Linked DNA regions of Sus scrofa: region 1 is linked to region 2. A link is a contact called in public promoter capture Hi-C data. All regions are on one chromosome and are shown on one strand. Each heading gives the region's core, a stretch centred on a gene start, on an enhancer-like site or on the middle of the called end of the contact. The rest is flanking DNA. Distances are from core to core; before and after follow the strand shown.

Evidence for each region. Promoter capture Hi-C pulls out the DNA fragments that hold promoters and counts their contacts.
Region 1: a contact with region 2 is called in a promoter capture Hi-C map of fetal skeletal muscle, with 13 times the contacts expected there. The contact joins the enhancer-like site here to the promoter of HOXA4 in region 2. A contact is called at or near these places in 2 of 5 promoter capture datasets (fetal liver and fetal skeletal muscle), 15 of 47 Hi-C or Micro-C datasets (adipocytes, embryonic fibroblasts, epiblast stem cells and 9 more) and 1 of 2 datasets of contacts at active chromatin or transcription factors (skeletal muscle).

The regions. Positions count from the first base shown.
Region 1 is chr18:45,772,069-45,776,337 of Sscrofa11.1, reverse strand. It overlaps SKAP2 (src kinase-associated phosphoprotein 2), which reads right to left. Exons shown (of 15, transcript XR_002340310.1): 11 at 1,387-1,499. Among named protein-coding and RNA genes, the nearest start is that of C18H7orf71, 39 kb to the left of the region's middle. Within about 2 kb of position 2,672, at least 5 of the 83 cell types and tissues checked have an H3K27ac peak or open chromatin away from gene starts, as enhancers often do. A contact at or near this core is called in subcutaneous adipose tissue, where this site is marked.
Region 2 is chr18:45,441,792-45,446,591 of Sscrofa11.1, reverse strand. It overlaps HOXA4 (homeobox protein Hox-A4), which reads right to left and starts at 3,324. Exons shown (of 2, transcript XM_003134841.4): 1 at 2,549-3,324; 2 at 930-1,996. The coding sequence starts at 3,185. The coding sequence ends at 1,644. The region is part of intron 2 of HOXA3 (homeobox protein Hox-A3); the gene reads right to left.

The DNA.
Region 1 (4,269 bases), core at 1,423-3,922, 330 kb before region 2:
TGAGCAAAGGACTGAGAGAAATGAGACAGGTCTTAGCTTTGGGCATCTCAACTAGCAGTTATCGCACTTGGCTGTATTTACTATTTTCCCTTTGATAATCTACAAGTCCTTATATCTCATTTTCTTTGGATTCCTGGTGCCTACAAGGGGCCCCCGAACATTATAGGTACTTTATAATAGTTTAAATTAAACACAAGGAAGGAAGGAAGGAAAGAAGGGAGGGGGAAAAAAGGAAGGAAGATAGATACAAGCTAAAAAAAAAAAAAAAAAAAAAGAGTGGAAAGCCCTGGTCTGGGAGTCAAGATGCCTCGTTAAGTACTGGCTCTGGTGCTTTTTTGACCCAAGTTCCCTCATCTGTAAAACCAAGGATAGATACATGACCCCTAAGATCTCTCACTGGAATGTTCGAAGATTCTCTGTGTATGTTTTACGCACCAGTCAACTAGTGTTTAAATCAATAAGTGACCTTATTTCCAAATTCCCTTTTGTATCTAACAAGTCATATTATCTTCCCGAAAAGTCCAAGATATTTCTCTAACCAACAAAGCACATTAAACTCCCAGACTCATGATTTATGTAACATTTCTCTACTTAGATTTAAACAGTTTCCATACATCATTTGTTTCTAAAGCAGCCTCATGAAATAGATTGGGGCAGGTATTTTTTAATCCTCATATTATAGTAGGCACAGTTATGACAGGAAAATTAAAGGAGCCCACACATGTCATTAGAAGTATATTCAATTAAGAAACTTGACTTTTAGATCTAAGGACAGAAAGATTTTGAATAATCCAGAATCTTAAGAGGCAGGGACAATGATTTTTTTATAGGTGAGGATGAGTTCACAGCAACATACTTTTCTATTATGTTTACAATTACAATTATGTTAAACTTTTTAAAAAATGACAGAAACCTGTCTGAAAAGTATTGCTCTTAAATTGTCGGAACACCCAATGTATTTACATAAAGATGAAAAACTTGTTCTATAAACACAGTGTTTCCAGTAGTGAATGGCAGACAAAATCAGAATAAGCACACAGAAGAATAAAAAGGAAGAGGAAAGAAAAACATAACAAATAACCTAATACCTTACAATGTTAACTTTCACATAAGTACATTGTTTCTGGAGAAGGCAGTGTGTGGATGGGAGCCAAAGGCTGAAGTGATAGGTAAACACACTGTTAAGTTGAATCCTGTTATCTGATTGTGTTCAAAATTTGATTACATTTCACTTGACAAAATAATTAATTATTGTGAACTCCCAATTGTTACCAAGGACCTAGAAGAATTCCAACTGGCATTTTCCCCAGTGCTGCAAATCCAAATGCATGAAAATCCAGCTTTGCAGTCACCCTTTACAGGTGTCATTTTGGGAGAACTGCTTACCTTGCTTAGAATGTAAATCACATCACCACGTTTAAATGACAGTTCATCGGAAAGATCTCCTGTGCAGTCCCACAAACCCTGGTAAAAATTAGCATAGTCTGTGCTTTTATCTCCTAGGAAGAAGAAGAAGGAGAAAACAAAAATTAGAGCTTTCCTGTAATGGGCCCTCATTTAAAACTGAACCAACAGCAAGTAAAGGGCCACCCCAAATCACCAAAATGGTCTCCTTCAAAGAACAGTTCATGACATCCACACGAGAACCCTACTTTGGGCTACCAGCTAATTCAGGACCATTTTCAAAAAGATCTGATTTCGAATGCCTCTTTTTTTCCTCTCTCCCTTTCTTGTTTTTACCTAACACTTGTAACTGCAACATGTTTCTTCAAACCCGCACCTAAAAGTTCCTTCCCATTTATTTTACATAACAGACCTAAGCCCACTTGCTTGCTCTGGGAAGAGTCAGCCATCCTGCATAATGAGCAGCAGCCATGAGATGTGATAAACTTGTTGTGAAAGAAGCAGCTTACAGAATCTGGGACATGTCATAAAATAATAACAAAGGACCTGAGGTACAAACACAACCAAACAAGGTAACAAAAAAGCTTATTTTTTTTTTTTAAATTCTAAAACATAAAACTGGCTAAAGGAAGAGAATAAAGTGAAAGTAATCCGAGGGACAATTCCAGCTCTTGTCTTTAGGGACTTGTGTACCCAAAGCCTCTCCAAGTGATTTCTAAAATATTTTAGGAACTTTGAAATCGCCAGTGCCAAAGCTGCATTTTTCATGATTTCTGTCAGCCCCAGTTTACGACATTAGGCTCTGAATAAACATGCAACATACACTGGAGTTATCAGCTCATCCTTCTAACAGCATAAGCACAATGGATGTGATGTGCTCAAACTGCCATACAGACCATTAACTGATTGATTATTTAGCGCTCTCGCTCTGTAATACCACAATAAACTGGGTAATAAATGCTTTGTCACTTATACAATGTGGGTCTCCTGAAACACAGCATAGAGTTAAATACACTGGATGCTTTTGTTACACTGAAAACCGTTTCCTGTTTTTAATTTCATGATAATTGAGTTTTGATGAGTTAACACAAAAAGAATGCAAGTAACATCAATAAGATGTCCGTGTATTCACTAACCAGGCAGAACATACACGTGCTGACAACTTCCGTCACTGGAATGTCATCTTTGAATTCTGAGGGGATAGCTGCGGAGACACATGCTGGATTGGGGTTGTCATCTTAGTTCTGTTCTATGGCTCTCAAACAGCAGGCTCCTTGGCAAGTCCCACACAACCAGTCACACTAGCGGGTCCTGAGGACGTTTGTCTTATTACACATGGTTTGTGAATTACTCAACGTGTTAAGTTTATTAGAAATTTCAAAAATTCTCTTTAGTATCTGAAACATTCTTTAAAGCTGAAAAGAAAATCTGAACAATGCAGGGTCTGTTTGTTTAAGAAATAAGACGCTGATTTTCAATTATATTTTTAAGAAAATAAACAAGGACCAGAATACTCAATCGAGTGAAATCCTTCTATTAATTTTTTTCTCTTATTTTCGAAGAATTAACAGAATATTTTCTATTAATTTTTTTCTCTTATTTTCGGAGACAGGGAGGAGAGGGAAGGAAGGGGGCAGAGAGAGACAGACACCTTATTGACTTCTCCACTCTAGCATCTGAGCGCTCATCACAGAAGCCAGCAGGGACCTACACAAGCCTGGGAATCCAACCAAGAGCTAAGAATGCCCGTGGCCATCGTACATTACATTTCCCCACCCCCTCCAAGCATCTATTATGTAAATTCTATGAATGGACACTAGAGGGCGCTCTGGCTGGACGGATCATGCCAAACATTGTCAATTCTTTTTTAGAAAAAAATTACTTAATAATAAAGTGACTGATTTCCTTTAAAAACCACTTATTTAGACAAATAGAGATTTAGAAGTTGAAACATTCTAGTCAGATTAAATCAACTGCTAACTGGGTCAAATGTTGCGCCCCATGCAGTCTGTCAGTGTCAGTTTAAAAGTCAAGGAATTAGAGCAAAGAGAGGATGACATCATTTCACATGCGAGGCCCTCCCCGCCTCAGTCACTGGCCAGGAGGTAAAAGGATCTAAATGGCTGGGCTCCCCAGTCGAGGCTCCTGTGTGCTCCCCATGCTGCTCAGCCTCAGGCTTGACTCCAAAAGGTTGAAGAAACACAACTTGGGCTAAAACCTAGAGAAGTTTTGGCTTAGCTCGAGCATCCCAGTGGGTTCTTCAGCTGTTCACCTGCTCTTTCCTTTTTCAGATTCTCTCACAATGGTTTTTCATTCAGTAGATTTTTTTTTAAGAGGTGTGGGGAAGAAGGAAGGAAAAGAAAAGTAAATGGTGATTCTAACACATAATCGCAGCACTTTGGGGTCTCTCTCCCCCTCGATTCGCTTGGTGAAACTCCCATTAACACTAATGGGAGTTATAGGAGCACAGGAGGGAAGGGAGACCCCCACCGTGTGCAAGATGCATCTCTCCCTAGATGTGCATCCCGGGCATTTCATTAAATCTCATGGCTGCAAAGAGGCAACAGAGCCAGCGATCTGGCAATCCTGGGAAAAAGATGCATTTTCTACTGTGATTTCTACAATCTTGATGATGATGTTACCCAAAGACCAGCCTCATTTCTGTGTCCCCCATGTGAGCTCTGTTAAAAAAATTAGGTTGTTCAGATCACATGGTTACCTGTAAACACAATTTACTATTCTATCTACTTCAGCGTGCAATGTAAGTTATGATGCAGAAGAAGCAGCTGGGGAGAAAACCTCGCCATGTATGTTTATTGGCCTTGGTCTCCTCAGGAAAGCGATGTCAAATTCTTCATATGAATT
Region 2 (4,800 bases), core at 2,075-4,574:
AGGTGCAATATTCTGGGGCCAGTGGGTGTTGGTTTTTGGAATCTCGTCGCAGAGTGCTCCCTTCAGTAACAACAAAGTCTAAATTCTCTTTACTGATTGGTGAGTCAGTAAACACATACGAGGGCTATGGAGACTGAGAAGTGGGTTTTGGTTTCCACCTTTTGAATCTAGAGCTCTAGGTTGGGCAGAAAGGGCTGGGAGCATCCGAGGAGGATGCCCCAGGATCAGGGTCTGGCTTTCTTCCAGCACTTAATAGCTTCACAAGTCTCACGTCTGGCTTGCTTAAGGTGTCATTATGTTTTTTCTTTCCTCAGAAGAAAACTGTGGAGGGGATACTGGGAAAACGCAAGTTATTGTGAAAGCTCTTGCTTCAAGAACAAACAAACAAAAAAAAAACCAAACAAAAATGTCAAGCTGTAGTTAATGAAGAGAATCTTTAAAACAGCCAAAGAACGAAAAGCAATCTCAACCCTATGCACAAACTATTTTTTATCTCCAAGGAAACAGGCAGATTAAGTGTGAAGGTGCAATAAATTCCAAAGGGACCACTTCTTTCCAAGTGTGCTCAGAGTTCAGCATGTAGAACAGCTGCAGAAACTCCTGGGCCCACAGCACTGCACGGTTTCACCTTTCATTGCAGGGAAGGACACGTTTCTATGCCTTACAGAGACTTGAAGCCTGAAAGCCTGGCCAAGTTTGGGAAGAAGAGGAGCCCTCTCAGAGCTCAAGAGCCTTCCTGCTCTTTGGAACTCTTCCCACAGTAGGTCAAACTTGACAAGAGTTCAGCTCAAACTGAACACACTCACACAAATTGCATGGGCAGTCGGTCCAAGTGCCCACGACTCAAGCCATCCTATAGGATTTTTACATGCAAGGTCAAGTATCTAATCCAGAGAACTTTTTTAGATTAAAAGGAGAAAACACACAAATATGTCTTAGAACTTTAATGTTTTTTTTAAACAGAGTTTATTCTTAGCACATGGCTTTCTACAGAGCCACACCACAATTTGTACAGTTGCACATGGGTCTATAATGCACTTCCCCTCCCCCAAGACTGTGTCTCAGAATAAGATAACAGTATCTCCACAACAATATTTTAAATAAATTGAAAGGAAGGGAAGCTAACATGGTCACATCTACCATCGAGGTCTATACATTTTGAGAATTAAATAATCTTGTGAGGTCCACAACAATCTACTCATTTATTCAGTTCAATACAAGCTTGTATGAGCTGCCAAAATGAAGGAGGGGGAGGTAAGAAGACAGGAAAAGGGTCTGTTTTCTTCTGCTCGCCAGGAATATACATGTACATGACCCCAGTCGGCATGGGCTGTGCCGCTGACTGTACCTGTCTCAAAAGTATTTGATGCCAAGTGGTCCTTCTCAGGTACCCAAACCTGGCAGCCTTGTTCAGGCCAGCAGGTTGTTCCACCAGCCAGCATCTGGGCCATTGTCCTCTCCTGGGTGGCAACCCAGCTCACACTCTTACTGGGATAATGTCTTTCTTTTTTATTATCCTTTTCACCAAGTTGGGTATTGTTTGGGGTCTGGTGTGGTCCAGATGGGAAGGGGTGGATGGGGAAGGGGGCAGAAGAGATGAGAAAAGCAGGTGGGGGAAAGAACTGGTCTAGAGCCCTGGAGGATTAAATGGAGGAGGGAATGGGTGTGGAGGCGCCCTGATGGGGGTGAGGGTGTGGGTGCGGGTGCGGGCTCTGAGTTTGTGGTTTCCCTGGCGGGCCTGCTGAGGCTGAGGCTGAGTTGGAGGATCGCATTTTAGTGTTGGGCAGTTTATGATCTTTCTTCCACTTCATCCTCCGGTTCTGAAACCAGATCTTGACCTGGCGCTCGGACAAGCAGAGCGTGTGGGCGATCTCGATGCGGCGCCGCCGGGTCAGGTAGCGGTTAAAGTGGAACTCCTTCTCCAGCTCCAAGACCTGCTGCCGGGTGTAGGCGGTTCGGGAGCGCTTGGGCTCCCCTCCGTTATAACTGGGGTTGACTGAAAGCCCATAACCCCGATGGAGAAAGCCAAGGAAGACGGAGTGGAAGAGAGGGAAAGGAGGAGGAGAGAGAAGGTGGGGTGGGGAAGAGCAATTGGACATCATCATTATATAATAACCTGACACCAAGTTCACGCAAGATACATAAAACTGCAAAGAAAATGTTTCACAGGCTATTGACAACGGGAAACACCCGAGAGCCATAAAGAATGGTGCTGGGCATTGGGGCTGAAGAAAAGCTTCAAAGACACATGGCCTGAAGCCTCTGCCAGGGCAATTAAATTTATGGGGGCTATAATTACTGCCCTAACAGTTTGGCGTCTCGTAAATCTCCCGATAAAGGGACCCCGGGTACAAAAGGGTTCTCACGTTGGGATCTGGCGGCTGGCTGGCGCACACACACCCACGTCCCACAGTAGCTTGGGCCAGTTGGGGGCTCCCCTCCCGAGGCCCCCTTCCCCTCGGCCTCTCCCCCTAACCCCCACCCCGACCTTGGAGCCTGGGCTCGGCCCCAGCCCACCCGCCCGCGCCTCCCCGGCGGCGCCACGTACCGGCGCTGACATGGATCTTCTTCATCCAGGGGTACACCACGGGCTCCTTGCCCTTCAGGCCCGCCGGGCTCTTGTCGGCCAGGAGCAGCGGGCACGCGGGGGCGCTGCCCCCTGCGGGGACGCCCGGGGTGGCAGGAGCCGCCTGGCAGCGCCGCGGGGGCGCGGGGGCCGCCGCGCGATGCTGCGGGGGAGGCGGCGGCGGCGGCGGCGGGGGCTGCCGCCCGGGCGGCAGGACATGGGTCGCGTGCAGGCCGTGCGCGGGACCCTTGGCGTGCGCCGGGGGCTGCTCGGACTGCGGCGGCCGCCCGGGGCTAGCGCCGCCGCGGTAGCCGTAGGGGTAGGCGGCGTCGGCCGCACCGTGCGCGGGGTAGAGCGCGGCCGCGGGGTAGGAGGGCTCGCGGGCGGCCCGCGGCGCGTAGTAGGAGGCGGGGGGCTCACGGCCGCCGCCCGTGTGGGGGAGCTGGGGCTGCTGCGGCGGCAGGTGCTGGGCCGCGGGCGCTGGGGGCTGCTGGTAGCCGGGACCCCCGCCCGGGCCGCCGTCTCCGCCGCCCGGGCCGCTGTGCTGCGCGTACTCCTCGAAGGGAGGGAACTTGGGCTCGATGTAGTTGGAGTTTATCAAAAACGAGCTCATGGTCATTAATTTGTGAAGTGCAAAAATACTAATTTTTCTCGCGTTGTCGTTTTTCTGGGCTCGCCGAGGCCCCTCCCCCTCCCGCTTCGCTTCCCATCCCCCTTCCTCTGCTCCCTTCCCCTCCCCCGCTGTCAAGCGCCCACCCCTCCCCCTCCCTCCGCCGCCGACGCCGCCAAAGTTCGCGCTCCTCCCCCGCCCGCGCCCGCGCGCGCGCTCCGTCGCGACCCCGCGCGCGCCCCGCCCAGGACCTCCACGTGATCCGCCCCCTCCAATGTGCGCGCCGCGCGCGCGGACCCGGATCAGGAAGCGCGCCGGCGGGTGATGGATGCTGGTGTCCCGCTCTGAGCAGAGGGGGGTAGCTGGCGCTTGGGTCCTCCAACCCCGCCCCCACGCCCCAACTTTGAGTCCCTGTGGGAATTTGGGAACCAGAGGCTTCTGGTTCTCTCAGATGCCCAGACTGGGCCCCATGCGTGCCCTACTCCGGGCTAGGCCTCGGGGCAGCCAGGCGGCCGCGGCCCAGCGCTGACCTCGGGGCCCAGCCTAGCCTGACCTGGCGGCCTCCTGGGCTCGAGGCCGCCTGGGGGAGGGAATGGTGCCAGGACTAAGGGGGTGTCCTGTTTTTTATCCGGGCCCTGGAATGAGGCCAACTGACCGGTTTTCTTACCAGCTGATTCCCTTCCCCACGTCAGGCTCGCTGTGTCCGGGGCCCCCCGACGTTCCCTGTTTGAGAAGCCATGCACGAGCCAAAAAGGGTGGGTGGGTGAGCAGCTGAGAGAAATCGGCCCCAGGAAATAAAGCAAAGCTATTCCAATATAACCGAATGAACACTTTTCTTTCTTTCTTTTTCTATTTTTTAGAAGCAGAATCTATTTGGTTGTTTCCCTAAGAAAAACGAGAACCTTCTAATAGCATCTCATTTGATGGAAGTGGCATTCAGAATTAAACATGCTCGAATTTAATAGGTGCAATTGTGAGAGAGACGATGGGGATGGATAGAAGCGACGATGCCGCCACAAAATACAGCATGGAAACCAACATCTTCCTACTAAAGAACACTCCCCAAACAAAAACAAGCTAAGGATAGCACAGGCATTGTGCCACCGGTCTTTTCCCGCTGAGAATGTTTTTGTCTCAGCTTTTCCAGACTGACACGAAAAGGTATATTTAAGAACAGTCTAGAGTTTCTGAATTACTGAAAGTTAGCATATTAACGACATCGGCAGCTCTGGAAAGTAGAGAAAGAGGACTTTTGCCTGCCATTTGGTCATTGAAATATGATGGGTCAATTAACTGCCGTTATTGACAAATGAATTACATATTAATTATACCTAATGTTGATCTCTGAAGTAAATACTGATGCCTTACACGATCGTAGTGTGTACTTTCCGTTTCCTTTTCTAACAGACACACCTAGATCCTACTTTTCATCGCAGATTAAAGCAGTGCAAACTAGCATAGTCTCGATTCTAAAAATACTTTCATATGGGCAAGCAAAGCAAAGATTTTTCAGCTGGTGCACCTTAGTTGATTTTTTCAAAGAACAGTATAAACAGCCTTCTCACAACTAAGTCTGGAAAGCAGACAAGGAAAGTTATAGCTTAAGTCTGGAGACACTTCAAAA